Regions from separate parts of the Mus musculus genome. Here region 2 is linked to region 1. The links are chromatin contacts, called in public Hi-C maps. All regions are on one chromosome and are shown on one strand. Each heading gives the region's core, a stretch centred on a gene start, on an enhancer-like site or on the middle of the called end of the contact. The rest is flanking DNA. Distances are from core to core; before and after follow the strand shown.

Evidence for each region. Hi-C and Micro-C count contacts between places; a contact is called where the count stands out from the background.
Region 2: a contact with region 1 is called in a Hi-C map of liver, with 2.0 times the contacts expected there. The contact joins two enhancer-like sites. A contact is called at or near these places in 13 of 484 Hi-C or Micro-C datasets (the Patski cell line, bone marrow-derived macrophages, cerebral cortex and 6 more) and 4 of 115 datasets of contacts at active chromatin or transcription factors (bone marrow-derived macrophages, embryonic basal ganglia, hepatocytes and 1 more).

Annotation. Positions count from the first base shown.
Region 1 is chr13:47,169,216-47,172,629 of GRCm38.p6, forward strand. It overlaps a transcript of Rnf144b not described here. Among named protein-coding and RNA genes, the nearest start is that of A930002C04Rik, 22 kb to the left of the region's middle. Within about 2 kb of position 1,801, at least 49 of the 459 cell types and tissues checked have an H3K27ac peak or open chromatin away from gene starts, as enhancers often do. A contact at or near this core is called in hepatocytes and liver, where this site is marked.
Region 2 is chr13:47,243,086-47,246,499 of GRCm38.p6, forward strand. Rnf144b (ring finger protein 144B) reads left to right here. Exons shown (of 8, transcript NM_001170643.1): 8 at 1,276-3,414. The coding sequence ends at 1,416. Among named protein-coding and RNA genes, the nearest start is that of Gm52039, 7.2 kb to the left of the region's middle. Within about 2 kb of position 1,881, at least 61 of the 459 cell types and tissues checked have an H3K27ac peak or open chromatin away from gene starts, as enhancers often do. A contact at or near this core is called in hepatocytes and liver, where this site is marked.

The DNA of each region.
Region 1 (3,414 bases), core at 551-3,050:
CCACAACCAGTCTTCTTCAGTTTCTAGCCTACCAAAGCCACTTGGGAGAGATTGTTGGCTTGCCTACTGCTCTCCCCATTTATATAGTGTTATCTGTCAATGCAGTTCTTTCTGCCACTATGGAAAGTGGTATTCTGTGTCCATGACAGTAGGGGTTAAGTGATTATATGAAATAATATAGGTTGGAGCCCAGCACTTGGTAGAGATAGAACAATCATTAGCTTGCCTACTCGCTCGCTCGCACTCTCTCTCTCTCCTTTCTTTCCTAACTTACTCCCTCCCTTTCTTACTTCTTTCTTCAAAACAGGGTTTCACTATGTAGCTGAACTCACTCTGTAGACCAGGTTCTCCTGGAACTCACAGAGATCTACCTGCCCCTGCCTCCCAAGTGCCTGGATTATGGGCATGTGCCACTAAAATTTTTCTGGTGCTTGCTTTTCAGACAGCCAGTAGCATCGCAGACCCTTAAACTTCTGCTCCCTCTCAAGGTTATAGAGCTATGATAGGCTAGGGTAAGATAGTGGACCTCTATCTTCCCTGGGGTGGGGGTTGAATTCATATTTCAGGTAAAGGATGGTTTAAGAGGCAATGTATACTCACCTTTGTGCCTCAGTTTCCTTGTCTACAAAGTTAGCATTTCATGTGATTCCTGTTTAGCATATTGTTGCAAACCTTAAATTATTTATTCTACTAGTTGCTCATACAAATGCTTGCCTGGCATATAGTGCTGAGTGGCTGTCTGCAGTATTTAAATACGGGGGAAATACTTTGCTATATTAGTTGCAAGCGTGGGGTTATAGGGGCTCAGCGGTAAAGCATTGGGTTTTATTGATGTGCAGTATTAGGCAAGACATCCTTCCCTTTAAGCTTAGATTCTCCAAGACAGGCGTGGGGAGCTCTGAATTGGGGGGTGTGGTGAGAACACCCGCCAGCCTTTCCAAGGATCAGTTTCTGAGTCAACAAGGTAAGACATGCACAGTTCACAAACATCAGATGAGAGTCACCTGGGGCATTTGCTCAACGCATGTGCTTGCCGTGGACCTTGCCCCAGACCTAAACCTCAATCTCCCCAGAGGGAGGGATGTTAGAATCTCAATGCCTAACAACCCAGAAAGATACCACCACCTGGAGACAATAAGCATCAAAACACCCAGGAAGCTCCAGAAACCATTCTGCCTGAATCTCAACTACTGACATTTTGATCCTGTTGGTATTGGGAGCTAGGGGCACACATAAGGACTCTTCCCACTCACACTTCCTCCTAGTCTTAGAGATGCTCCTAATGTGGGCCAGGATTGTAAACCACTAAAGTAGAAAGCCAGACTTACAGCTCGTCTCAAAATCGACTGGGGTGTGTGCTTAAAGTGCTAATGTATAAGCCCAGCTGCAGCCTGCTAAGTCAGCCCCCCCCCCCTCCAGCCCCCAGGAGTCGCCCAGGGTTGGGGTACAACAATTGATGCCCCAGAATTTGCCTTCAAAGAAGACTTTCCTTGTAATGCTCCTGCTTGCAGGGCTTTGTGAATCGTCAGTTTCCCCCTTTCCTGAGCATTGCTGACCCAGTAACACCAGATCCAGAGTTCTTCCCATTCTGAGCACATCAGTTAGAAACGTGCTCATTCCTGGGCTGTAGGTAAAGCTCTGCCTTGCTTTCTCCTGATGGGTGTAGTTTTCAGGCAGTTGTCTTGTTTGTAATAGGCTTTGAATCTCTCCGTGTGAGTTTTTGCATGCTGCACAAATGCAGGAGGTCAGATGATGAAATCAGGTAAACAAGCTGGGGACACAGACGACAGTCCAAGCCAGTTGTACTCCAGCACAGGGTGGCTGAGCTCACTGGGCTGTTTGTTAAACCCACTGCTGAAGCCACCATGGGCCAGTAGTCGGTTTATTTCTAGGATGCAGGCAGATGCAGCCAGAGCCTGATTTGTTGTACAGTCATGTGGTCGGCTTCTCCTAGGACCAGATTCAGAGACAACTTAACAGTAAGCTCTGCTTCTCACGCTTGCCCTGTGGCTGGCCTAGACTAAGGCTACTTAATGTGTGGGTCTCATGGAGCCCCAGCAACGGATCCCTCGCTAGAATGTACATTCTCAGGCCTCACCCGATCCGGCTCAGCCTGTTGGGTTTGCCCGACAGGCTGGCATCCTGTTTTGTTGTATTGTATCCACTCACTTCTGCCAGGATGAGTCAGCACCCCTAAGTCCCAGTAACTTTAAGATACCGAGAGAGCAATTACTCAGCCTGGGAGGTTCAGGGTTGACTCTGGACAGAGGTGAGTCTATAAGAGAATGTTTCTGAACTGGTGGCCAGTTGGCGTCAGTAACTTTCTTGTCTGGTGTCCCCTATAGTTTCAGGCCTATGAAGCTACCACATATTCCAGCAGATAACGCCACTGGGGCTTATTTCAGTTCTGCCACGTGCACATCAGCAGACTCACCAGTGGCATCAGCCTATGCTTACAGCCACCTCTGGGGATATCGCAAATGGTGAAGAAAAGAGACTCCTTGAGATTCTATGTGGGAACCAAGCATAGTGGTCGCATGCCTGCAACCCCAGAACTTGGACATGCTTAGCTCCAAAGTGAGGTGAAAGACAGCTTGGGGCTACATGAGACTCTTGTCTCAAAACACAAACACACAGACAGCAATTTTATGGAGTATAATTACTATGGAGGGTAACTTTTATTTTTTAAAAAACCTTATTTTTAATGATGGTTCTTAAAGCTTTAACCTCCCTTGTAGCCCACCACCCACCAGAGGTAGTGGAAAATAAAGAATATGGGAGTTGGGGGTTGGGGGAAGAACTGGACCTGTTTAGAAAGGTTCTTTGGAGCAACCCCCACCTATGTTGTCTGGAAATCGGCAGTTCAGTTCAAAGGTCAGCAGCCGCAGCTCAACCCACTTGCAAACACTCACAGATACACCAGCAGTCCAGTTCAGTAGAATTGGGATAGCAAATCAGCAGCCGTGACGTGACCTAGCAGAGACAGCCAGGCCTCAGCCTCTGCTCAAGTCAGCAGCAGGGACCCGGAGGAACACCAGGAGAAGTTCTCAGCTGTGTCTCTCTCAGGGAAGCAAAGATCAGTGAAGATGAGAGACCCACAAGTGTTGCACAGCTAGCGGTACCAGCAAGCCTAGCTCTGTCTATCACGCCTTGGAGTCCTATTTATACCCTCCAAACATCACGTGTCCTCCACGTGCCTTGCCTCAGCATGTGCATCCAATGAGCCTGAGTCCTCGGAAGCGGCAACAAAGTGCAGCACACCACCGGAAGGTTTTTAGTGCATTTCTCTCTATGGAGTCCCGACAAATGCAGCTCAACCGTGCAGTGTAAGGTGGACCAATACATGTGTGCTGTTAGCAAGGAATGTTTTATCACGTGTTCTTTCATGTGCTTGCTTTAGCAGAACATCCTCTC
Region 2 (3,414 bases), core at 631-3,130, 74 kb after region 1:
AGTCAAGAGCACAATTGTTGAGGGACAGAGGCACCAGAGAGCAGAACGTTAGGGTGACCAGCCAAAGAACATACCCCTGTTCTTTGCTCTTGCAAAACATGGGAGGAGTTTCCTACAAGCAGTTAGAGCATATTAAGCATCAAAGCAGAGTCTCCAATGCTGTGGGCTCCTGCAGGGCCTCAGATCCCTCAGTACATGCCATTGTGTGTTTATGTGGCAGGTTCAAAGAGAATCGTGGTTTGTTTTTTAATAGTGTTTTGTGTTTATCAAAGGCTACGCTTCCTTTGAAGAAACCAATGCTCACATCCTAACGATGATCATTATTAATGCCCCTGTGAGACTGTTGAGGAAGCCCCAATAGAGAACGAGCCAACAGCCACAGCTCAGAGTTTAGAGTTTATGGTTCAGCTTGTGTTAACATTTGGTTTGCTCTCACCCTCGATGTAGTCCTTTGTAGTTTGTGTCCAGCGATGTCATTGCTAAAATTGCCTGAGACAGTATCCTAGCCATTCACCTAACAGATTATCATAGCCTGGGTGACTGAAACAGCTGAGATGATTCATCCTTGTCCTGGCTGCTGGCAGTCTGAGGACCAGGTATCAGCGTGGGCAGGGTCTGCGAATGGGTCCTTGTGTTGGTTGCTTGTCTCAGGACTTAGAGAAGCAGGGGCATAATTTGGCTCATGGTTTGAAGGGATACAGTCTGTCCTGACCGCGAGGGCATGGCAGAGTTCATGGTGGTAGGAACTTGAGGTCGGGACTCCTCATGTCTCAGCAGAACAGGAGTCAGGGAGAGAGGATAGGATAGCATTGGTCTGCCTTTCTTCTTTTTAAAATTTTGTTATTCAGTCAGTCCAATGCCCAGCTTATGGAACATCATCACGAGTCTTCCCTCCCCAGTTAGCCCTGCCTGGAAATGTCCCCCTCCACGCAGAGGTGTGCCTCTTAGATGACTCTGAATCCAGAACAGTTGGCCGTGAAGGTTACACTCACAGCATTCTTCCCAGTTCATAGATGACAGCTTTCTCACCGTGTTCTCCCATGCTAGAAAGCTAAGAATGGAGGCAAGCTCTTGGGCTCCCAAGTGTCACCAGGGTCTCACAGTGTCACCCAGGGCTCCCCACTCCAAGTGCCATCGCACTGAGTATTAGGGTTTCGACAGGCATGGCAGGGTGGGCACAGCATCCAGACTGTAGAGGCTGTTGTTACACTTGGGGGAATGTATACATCTCAGATGACATACCTGCTGACATAGGGTTTTCTCTTCAATTTCCAGGTAGTGGGGATCCTTGTGGGATTAGGTGTCATTGCCTTGGTGACCTCACCCTTGCTGCTCCTGGCCTCTCCCTGTATAATCTGCTGTGTCTGCAAGTCCTGTCGCGGCAAGAAGAAAAAGCATGATCCATCCACAACCTAAAGTCACCTGCGCAGACATCCGGGTCACATGAGACAGCACATTGGTAAAAGCCCCACTTAGCAGCCTTGCCTCCTTCTCCTTGCCAAACTTTGGAAGTGCCTCTGCCCAGACTTTGAACCTACCTGAAAGCATTCGGTGTTGGAAAAGGCCACGCACCGGGGCATGAGTGTGCCTGTGTATCAAGAAGCAGCCCCACAGTCCGGACTGTGTCTGTGGAGCAGGTTGGGAACTTTGCTTTAGCCTGGGAGACTCTAAAACATCACCATCTTACCCTCCAAAGGATCCCACCAGGCTGCTCATCTTCCATCCAAACCAAGGAGCCTGGGTGAATACTCACTGTAGTCATGGCGGTATTGCCGCACTTGGCAGCATTGCAAACTGAGCAAACGTCTGTGTTGGTTCCACTGCCACAAGACACATGGCAGAGGCCCAGAGCCGGAGGGAAGGATGATACTGCATAATAACACGTTCTGTGAGCAGTGGAGCCGCTGCTTATCTCAGGAGCTGACACACTGACTGGCATGCCTATGCTGGCTACCGCGTGTGCACTTCTTAGCGTTTCCACAGTGACTTGGCAGAAACATAGCAGCTCTCTCCCCGTGTGATCTCATCTCCAGGCAGGAGAAACTGCCGTTCAGAGGGAGTTGTCCCTTCCCAGGAAGAGGTTGTAACTTGTAAGGCAACATGGCCTCATTCAGTGTCTGTTGTTTGGCAGATGTTATTCTTCTAAGGTGAACCAGTGTTCACCGCTCACAGTCAGCCAGCAGCTGTGGTCTCTAAAAAGCGTTTTCTACGGGATGAAAGGGGAAAGCTCCAAAGCTTTCCTTGTAGACAGCAGGGTCCTTTCTTGGGCTCTGTGGTCATATTCCCAACAGATCAGGAGTTGGACCAGACAGTGTGCATCAACAGTAGACACTGTAGTCCATTCACACATATAGAGCCCATGTGACTCCAGCTGGGCACATGTGTAGATATTTAATGGATAACACAAAATAAGATTATTTTAAAAGACCTTTTCCCTTTCTAGGACTAAAATGATATATTTATCAGCATAAGAGGGGTTTTTTTTTGGGGGGGGTTGGTTTTATTTACTTAGTACACATGTGAATTTTTGTTATAAAGTTCCTAACTTACTCAAGAGGGTAGACTCAAAAGTCTTTTACAACAACCCCTAGTGCGGTTTTATGCCTCTGTAAAGTGATATTCAGGTTATTTACATACTTTCAGACACAATGTAGAGCAGCTCTTCACTCAGCCTAATTTAGTCTTGGTCTCCCAGGAGCTGTCCAGACAATCTGAGTACTTTCTGTGCTCTCAAGAATTTCGTGTGACAACAAGCAATCGGATGGAAACAGTTCAGGTGTCTTCAGTTGCTGGGATTTGTGTCACCTCAGTGTGATACATCCTGCCTGTTATACAATTAATCAGCAAATAGGTTTTGAAAAGATGAGCATATTTTTCCTCTAGCAGTATACAGTTGCCATTAGCAAAGCAGCCCGGTGCTTCATAAGAACTGTGTGTGTTCCACGTTAACAGAGACCTCTCCTGGAAGCCGGGGAGAGTATTCAGGGCCTGTTCTGTTTCCCCCGGTAACTAGGTGACTAGATTGTTAAACTGCTGCTATTTTAGATCTGTTATCAAAGACCTGTTATCATCAGCCTTGCCTCTGCAGTGCAATGTATCCCTAAGTGGAGATGTCTATATGCAAGGGATCACATGTGCGGTGGAATGTATCCTAAGTGGGCATGTATGTATTCAGGGGATCACATGTGCGGTGGAATGTATCCTAAGTGGGCATGTATATATTCAGGGGATCACATGTGTACATTAGCATCTGATGTCTGTACAGAACATTCCCTGGCCACGTGCTTTTTTTAGTCACAGTTTGTATAAAACATAGAACTCTAGAAAACTTCTGAATGGCAACCAGCCCAAATCCTTTCAATCATTTATTAGAAAATCTTCCATATAAAGTGGCTCCGTCTTCTGGTGAATGTC